Linked DNA regions of Mus musculus: region 2 is linked to region 1. A link is a contact called in public Hi-C data. All regions are on one chromosome and are shown on one strand. The core of a region is the stretch at or near the end of the contact, and the rest is flanking DNA. Distances in the headings are between cores, read along the strand shown.

Region 1 (4,224 bases), core at 1,039-3,538:
TTTTTTTTTTTTTTTTTTTTTTTTTTTTTTTTGTAGCTCTGTGCTCTGTGCCATTTAGCTACCTCTCTGACTGTGCTGGTTTATGGCTACCATCTTTGGCTAGGTCTGTCCCGTGAGACCACCTACTACTCCTTGGAGAATTTTAGCCAATCCAAGCTACATACAAAAGTGCTTTCAGAATCTGTCAACACTAAACAAAGACAAGGAAGTGTTTGCTTGTCTGCCTGCCTGCCTGCCTGCCTGCCTGCCTGCCTGCCTGCTTGCTTGCTTGCTTATTTTAAATCAGTTAAGCACCTTGACTCAGGGAGGAGTCTGTCAAATGCAGAAGATGCTAATTTCCACCTTTCAACCCAGCTAACCAGTGTGGGTTCCTGAACACCAGACTGCTGGCTTCATGCTGTGCCAGTATAAGGAAGCCTTAGGTACAAGAAACAAGAGACTCCAGGATTCCAGGACAGAGAGCACTGGCTCTAAAGGACTGTCCCTGGTGAGTCCCAGTGGTTTGCCCACAGGAGGTCAGCAAAATCCAGATCTGAAGCTCTGAAACACAACTCTTAGCAATGGGTCTCTAGGCTGGCATGGAGCTCTGGGTAGAAGAAACAGTGAAGGTGTTCTGGCTTTCAGTCATGAGATGAGCGGTGAGTGTCAATGAATACCGGGGAAATGGTTTCAGAAGCCTGAGAGGGTTGAGGTATGGACCAATGTAGAGGATCCAAAAACACAATCTCCAAGGGACCCCTGGGAGATTTAGAGTATGTCATCTGTATCACAGGTCCCTGGAAAGTGGATATTTGTTCTCCACTCCTGCCAGTCACTGACAGAGAGTGGCTCCAAGGGGTCTCCCACCCTTGCTCAGCTGTCCTAACACACAGGCAGGTTCATATTCTGCAAAGGGCAGAGCAAGACCTCAGACAAAAGCACGGGGTCCTGAGAGAATTGAAGCCGTTTGAAAGATGGGAATTGTAAGTCAATCCCTTGCCTACCTTGAAGAGAGGCTGAGGATTGGAGCAGACAAACCAATAGTTCGGAGAATAAGTAGTCATTTGCCCCAGGATGGAGAGAAGCAAAAGAGAGCAAGTTCAAGACTGCAGACAGCTTTGCAGAAGGCAGTAAAGGGTTTGGATGCTATTCTCGAGTAGTTGGGAGCCCTGGGGAAAACCCAAGGGCAGGACAGAAGCACAGTAAGGTTTGTGGCTTATACAGACCAAGCAAAAGAGGATACAACCAGGAAGACTGGAGTCAGAGAGGGAGGATTGGGAGGCTATATCCAAAGACAAGGAAACGCTGCCAACACACTCCACTACACACCTGAATAAATGCCCCTTGTCTTCATGTTCCTCCAGCCTGGCTGAAGGCCTCTAACTTGGCCCCTACTCTTACGTCATGAAGCCCATCTCAGCAGCCTGGGATAATCTGTGTCCATCAAAGAAGAGTCTTCCTCCTGTGCCCTGCCTCACTTTCCCAGCCCAGAATCCAGCAGCACAGCTCTTCACTGGCCCCCATCCCTCCCCGGCCTCAAGCCTGGTCCTGTACACCCACTCCCAAGGAGCTGGGGGCTCCATGAGTCTTTCTAGTCATGATAGTCATGTGGTTCTTCCTCACTCTTGTTCTGCCCCTGGGCTCACACTAACCCCTGGCCCACAGCTCCAGGCCATCTGTACTGCAGGCCAGTGTCCAAACACTTCAGCTCTGTTCTTTCTCAGGACCAAGATCCAAAGCAGTGGGGGCAGCCCCATTACAAAAGGACAGGACGCACAGAGTGGAGTGGTGTGCACTGTTCCAAGAGCCGAGAGTGTCAACATGGTTTTCACTCAATCTGGGGTTTCTCACAAAACTCTAATGCTAAAGAGCCCACACTACAAACAGCAGCTAGCTTTCCTTTAGGGGACCAGCAAATTGGTGTAGGCCTCTCCCAGGAGCCAGGTGCTGTTTTCCCTTAGGAAACAAAGAAAGCAATTGGCCTGGCCAAGAGACCAGCCCTCAGAAGGACAACCCTGCCTCCTGCCCCCCAAACCCAGCCTGGACAGTCAGCCCATGGCCTCTGGATCTGTCCATAGCCCCTCCCCTCATCTCTGCACCTTAGACAGAGAGACCCAACCCATATCCTTCCCGCACATCCCAGAGCCCACTCCCACCCCTTGCTGGAGAAGCTGCCTGGCCCTGCCTTTTCTTCTTCGTCATCATAAAACTCCTGCCTTTATTTTTATTCTTTAATAAGGTTACTGCAGGACCGAGGGAGGTAGAATCTAGCCCAAGGCTGCATCTGCCCTTCATTTAAAACTACCCGGACTCCCACAAGGCTGGAAAGCAAGTCTCTGCGCTCCTCGTTTATAGTCTTCCTTAGATCCAAATCCAGAGCTATTTTTTCCAACAGATAATGGCAGCCTGGAGCCCATTTGCCTCCAGAAAGGGTCCCTCTTGCATAAAAAGCAAAACTCACCTGCAGCCTGCTAGACACCCCCACTCCTCCCACCCTACCCCAGGATCTCCTGACTGCACACCCGAAACTGACCCAGACCTTTGAAGAAACCTTTTTTCTCTTCCTGGAAGCATCTGGAATCCTGCCCCTGCTCCAAATTCCTTCTTCATCCACAGTTCCAAATCATCAGATTGACATGCAGTTTTGGATTCCAGAACGTGTCTTTTTTTTTGTTTCCCACTAAAAGCATGTGGTGGGGAGAGTTTATTGGTATTGTTGGTTACACTGGGTTGTTTGACTAAGAACATTTGAACAGAGGCAGGCAGTGTAGGTGTGTTGGGGAGCCCTGTCATTACAGAGAAACGGAAAAACAAAGGGAGAACCTCCCTGCTCAGCCCCTTATAAGGAGAACCTCTCCTAAGCCAACAGACTTCTGTTGTCCTTAATTCATCAGGCTGGGCCCAGACCCCCAAGGCCAGGCCTGTCTGCCTGAGAGGCAGAGCTAAAAACAGCTTCAGCCTCAGAGAGGGGCCAGCTCCCGTGTCTAATTGTTCTGCTCTCTTCAAGTCCTCCCTGTGTGTGCTCCCTCTGCAGGCAGCTTGGAGAGTGAAGACTCACTTTGATTTGGAGCTGGGGAGGAAAAGAAGGCTCTTTTGCAGGTGTGTAGTCAGAATCGCCCAGGCAACAGAGGGGAAGAAAATGCCTCTCGGCAGGCTGCTAGCACAGGTGTGCCTCCATTTTCCTGGGCACACACAGAGCTCGAGAGGAGTTGGGGTGTGCGGGGGAGGGACACAGACTTGTGAAGAAGTTTTGTGGCAAAGCAGAATGGGGTGCTTTTAATCCATCCCAGGACCAGGGAGCCTCGTAGCTGTGATCTCTTATCGGAAAAAAAAAAAAAAAAACTACAAATGGTGGATGGCTTAGCTTGACCCTTGTGTATATATTATTACCTGAGCCAGGATGGGAGCGAGGGAGGGAGAAAGGAAGTCGTGCCCATTTGGCTGAATGTTGCAAAGACATTCATTCATTTCTGCATTCCTTCAGCCTGCATTTATTATTGATAATAATAGCTACCATTTAGTGGCTGTTGCAGTAGAGCAGGTGCTTGCTAAGCACTTTAACTTACGGTACACAGCTCAGGTCTCACGGCTTCCCTGTGAGACAGACCTTATCATCTGCATTTTATTGATTTAAAAAAAAAAGAAATACAAAACTTTCTCATCAAGAGACAGACAGTTGCCCACAAAGCCCATCGCTTGTTAAGTGCAAGGATTCAGAGCCAGACCTAACCTCTTCCAAAGTTCTTACCTGCCAGGGCTTCCTCATCCCCTGTACAGGTCTCCATGCCTGGCCTTGGGCTGAGTGTTAGAATAAACCTTTGGTGCACAAGGTGTTTTTGAAACGACATCTTAAAGGTCCACCTAGAGGTTTTGCCATGAGAGGCAACAAAAAATGCTGGGTTCCACTCTGACTCTGTGTAGCAAGATGCCTGCTAGGCAGGATAAGCTTTCCCACCGAGACATGGAATACACTATTAGCAAAGATGACCCAGTTCTCCGGTCTACTGATAGCTGTATTACCTCCATCTCTTTGGTGTTTGCAGGGGGAGGCTTTCTTCCCCACTCCTGGATTCAACCCACTCTTGTGACTTGGTTTAGACATCAGAATGCAGTTGAAGATTTGAGCCTATTACTCATCTGTTTGCTTAAGTTCAGAAGCCACAGGGAATTGTACTCAGAAGTAGACTCAGTCCCCCATGCCCTTGGACCCACACGAGTACAAGCCCCTAAGCCAAAAAAACATTT
Region 2 (4,224 bases), core at 736-3,235, 110 kb after region 1:
ACCAGGAAAGGGGCTGGGTAGTGGAAGAGAGCTGGTCACGTGCACTCTCACTGTGGGAACTGTGCAATCTGATTGTGCCTTGACAGAAGCAGGAGCAGCCAGCGGATCAAGCCATCCCCAGGACTAGATTTCAGAAGCTGCCCAGGAACCTCGCTGGCTCAACCGAGGTACCTGATCCAAAAGGTTCATCCACTGACACCTTGATAGCCACAGATTACCTCAGAGTTATCTCAGATGTCCTCTGGGAGTCAGGAGATGCGGGAGGAGCTAGGACTCAGCTCCAGAGGCTGCGGTACCCCACAGAAAAAGAAGACAAGGGAAAAAGAAGGCAAGCTGGAAGAGGGCCAGCAAGAGATGTTTTCTGCCCCGATCCTCTACCTCCATGTCTCACAGGGCTCTGCCACGCTGATGGTGATCGCAGGCCTTTCTACCTTACCCTACCCAAGATTTCTGTGAACTCTCACCTCTAGCCTATGGAACAAAGAAAATGGCAACCAATACGAAGGTAAGAGTCACCAGTGGGCTGGGTTTGAACTCACTGCACATCCTAGAGAAGTCAATTCATCTGCCGGAGCCTGGCTTTCCTTTTCTTCAGCCTAGAATCCCCAGTGCCTGCCTGAAACTGGAAGATCAGATGAAATGAGATATGGGGGGGTTTACGTACTCATTGCTCAGTAAGTCACAAATGTTAGTGACTGTATTAGCTAGCTTTGTGTGTCAGCTTGACACAAGCTGGAGTTATCACAGAGAAGAAGCCTCCCTTGAGGAAATGAAAAACAGCTGTAAGGCATTTTTTTTCAATTAGTGATCAAGTGGGTAGGGCTCAGTCCATTATGGGTGGTGCCATCCCTTGGCTGGGCCCATCCCTTGGCTGGTAGTCCCGGGTTCTATAAGAAAGCAGGCTGAGCAAGCCAGGGGAAGCAAGCCAGTAAGCAGCACCCCTCCATGGCCTCTGCATCAGCTCCTGCTTCCAAGTTCCTGCCCAGTGTGAGCTCCTGTCCCGACTTCCTTTGGGGATGAACAGCAATGCGGAAGTGTAAGCTGAATAAACCCTTTCCTCCCCAGCTTGCTTCTTGGTCATGAGGTTTTGTGGAGGAATAGAAACCGTGACTAAGACAGTGGTGCTCCTGTTCCATTACAGTTTCCAAATGGGGACCTGAGAGTTCATTGTGGCCAAATAAACGAGTTAGGAAACTGAATCCAGGCAACCAGGACAGGATTTCTCTCTTCCAGCCCTGCCTGATGCCTCCCACCACAAAGCCTCCTTGCTTCGCCTTGATGAGGTTTCATCCCACATAAGACACAATCCCAGTTATCCCAGAGAGGGGATAGCAACTCATGGGGTAGCGCTTGCAGTCCGACATCTTTTGTGAGTTGAAAATAAATCCCTGCTCCTCTCTAGGCTGGGTTTTCTCTAGTGCTAACACCCTCTGTACCAAAGAACAAGTTGTTTCTCCCAGCAGAACCCCACGTCTGTCCTACTGACCCTCAGTAGATTTATTTGGTATGAACTTTTGAATGTGGCCCTGCTGCTTAAAACGAGAGAAAGAGAGCACACTGCCAACAGTGTTCAAGTCACGACGGCGGGGGAAAAAAGAAATCAGAGGAGAGGGTGGGGCATGAGGAGAGATCAGGGTGTATTTTTAGGACTCTGTACAGGCCAGAAGTTCCTTTGATGAGTTTAAAAGTAAAAACATGTGTGCTGTGGTTCTGCTTGATTTAGACATGGTGTGGCTAGAGTGCAGTCAGCTTCCTCCCTTGGACTTTCTGATTCGCTGGGGAAAGCCAAAAAGTCTTCCGAAGAAAGAGATGTGCTGAGTGCATCCCACATCCTCCCACCCACATGCCTCTCTTTCTTTCTTTCTCCTCTGCCTTCCTGATCCACGTGGAGTAAGTACCAGAGCAAGTGAGGACCCTGTGTGGTCTGCACAGCACAAAGCTCCAGCCACAGCCTGGGCCCCACCCCAGCAGCTTCAGACAATTGCCTCCAGATGTGTGTGCACTGAGCTGGCCAGGAAGGATGCTGGCAGCCAGGGCTAGAAAGCCTAGCAACTGGTGCCATCCAGGCTCCCAGGCCACACCCACCTACCTCCGCAGACATTCCTTCACAACCTCATCATCTGAGGCCCCAGACAGATTGCAATATTGGGTCTAGGCCCAGCTGCTCAGGCTGTGTGTTCTCACCCAGCTCACTGCTGCTATAGTCACATGGGTTGGAATTGTTCCCTGTGGGAGACTTCACCCAGCTCAGGATCCCAGCTTCTCTGGATCGTAGGACAGTGCAAGGACACATGTCCATAGCCTTCTAGGAGTGGACTGTGGGTTTGAACAGTCAGATGTGCTGGGTCACATTGTGGCAATCTGTTCCCTGCAAACTGCTCTCTCTACGTAGGACCAGACTTTAGCCTCATAGATTCCTATATATCTTCTTCTCCACTGTATTAATCTGTTTCTGTTGCTATGAGTAAAATCCCCTAGGCAAGTTATTTTTAGTGAGAAAGGTGGTCTATTGAGCTCAGAGTTCTGGATGTTCAAGGATATCGCTCAGCTCAGATAAGAACCTCTTGGCAGATGGTGTCACCATAGCAACGGGATGGGATAGGATGGAGACCACAGTTTAAAGGTTCCACTGCTCCTTTTATCACCATCCCAAGCACCAAGATATGAGCTCTCTGGGTAAAAACTATACCCAGACACAACAGGATTTATTCCATAGATGTTACCAGCCCAATTCTACCCAGGCTGCAGAGCTAAGAACTATTAAATAGTATCCATGGTTGGGGACAGGCCCAAATGTTTCGAAGGTTCTTGACCTACTCTTATTCGAAGATTTGAAATAAAAGCCCCCACAAATTTTCAAAAGTATCAAGGAAAGTTTACTTCAGGCAAACCAATAGAAAAGATGAGGGAACACTAGGCCACTTCTTTAGGGTACTCAAGGGACCCAGGTTTCAGCCTAGGGTATCTTTTTATGGGATGTAAAGGAAAGAGAGATTGCTACAATGGGGTGTGGTTTGGGCGGGTCTCCATTTTGATTGAGAAATTAGATCATATAATCCCACTGCCCATGTCCCTTCCCAGAATGCATCTCATTTAATCACATGTGTGCCCAAGTATGCATAGATGCTAGGCAGTAAGTTAGGAGCTCCCCATAAAGGTTAGCTTTGAGAACACGGTTTGCCTTATGCGCATGCACTGAAATCTAGTTCTGGCCTGATCAGCCTGCTGCTCTTCTGACCCAGATTTGTTGGCAATATATTTGAATAAAAACTGCCAAAATCTGGTTATCTTACGGACACAGAGAAATTTACACTTAATGTTTGGAGAGGAGTATCCGTGAAGTCAGTGTAGGTAGGGGTCTCAGACTGCTACGTGGTTTGCTCACAGAGGGGTGTGTGTGCAAAGTACACGCAGATGAAGAAGGTGCATTGTTAGAAGAGAAGTGTGCACAACCCAAACCAGATACAGTTCTTGGCTACCAAACAACCTGCTGGGCGCGCCTGCCTCATACAGGGGCAACAGAGTCAAAAGGCACGCCAGGCTGAACGAAGGCAAAGACTGGCCACCTCCCTCTGGAGCTAATGACACAGTTTCACCAGGCAAATGACGGCTGGTCCACCACATCTGGAATAACAGGGGAAGTTCTGGGCACTCAGGCTGTTCGCACCACACAGGGATGGGGCACACTAAGAGGGCTTGTGGTTTCATCACCCAGGGGCAGCCACAGGCACATGCGGCATGCATAGGCATGCTGGCACAGAAGCTGCGAATGGACACAGACTGGCTGTGTCTGCAGTATCTTGGATTTCTGCTCCTGTATCTAAGGGCCGTGTATACATACTCTGGATACATCCGGAGTCTGACAAGTCAGGGAGATCAGAACATAAGGAAAGGGAGTTAGGAGGCAGAGGGAGGAAGACAAAAGGGGAGAGACATGGATGGGAAGAAACTGAAAGAAGGAAGGAGGAAGGGAGGGAGGGAGGCCCAGGAGTAGGTCTCTAGGAACCTCAGGGAATCACCAGGCACATTTGAAATTCATAGTCTGTCCTCAATATCTCTCCTTCTCTCCCTCTACCCCCCCTCTTTCTGTGTGTGCACACATATGTATGTATGTATGTATGTATGTATGTTATGTATGTATGTATGTATGTTGTGTATGCATGTGTGTGCATGTGTGTAGTGTGTGTGTATATATGTCAAGTATGTGTGTGTTGTGTAGTGTGT

What was found. Hi-C and Micro-C count contacts between places; a contact is called where the count stands out from the background.
Region 2: a contact with region 1 is called in a Hi-C map of uterus, with 5 times the contacts expected there. The contact joins two enhancer-like sites. A contact is called at or near these places in 11 of 484 Hi-C or Micro-C datasets (MC3T3-E1-derived osteoblasts, embryonic stem cells, liver and 4 more) and 1 of 115 datasets of contacts at active chromatin or transcription factors (the NIH/3T3 cell line).

Annotation. Positions count from the first base shown.
Region 1 is chr8:103,911,488-103,915,711 of GRCm38.p6, forward strand. No RefSeq gene overlaps it. Among named protein-coding and RNA genes, the nearest start is that of Gm32728, 120 kb to the right of the region's middle. Within about 2 kb of position 2,289, at least 39 of the 459 cell types and tissues checked have an H3K27ac peak or open chromatin away from gene starts, as enhancers often do. A contact at or near this core is called in tail fibroblasts and uterus, where this site is marked.
Region 2 is chr8:104,021,241-104,025,464 of GRCm38.p6, forward strand. The region is part of intron 1 of Gm32728 (a long non-coding RNA gene); the gene reads right to left. Among named protein-coding and RNA genes, the nearest start is that of Gm32728, 13 kb to the right of the region's middle. Within about 2 kb of position 1,986, at least 93 of the 459 cell types and tissues checked have an H3K27ac peak or open chromatin away from gene starts, as enhancers often do. A contact at or near this core is called in tail fibroblasts and uterus, where this site is marked.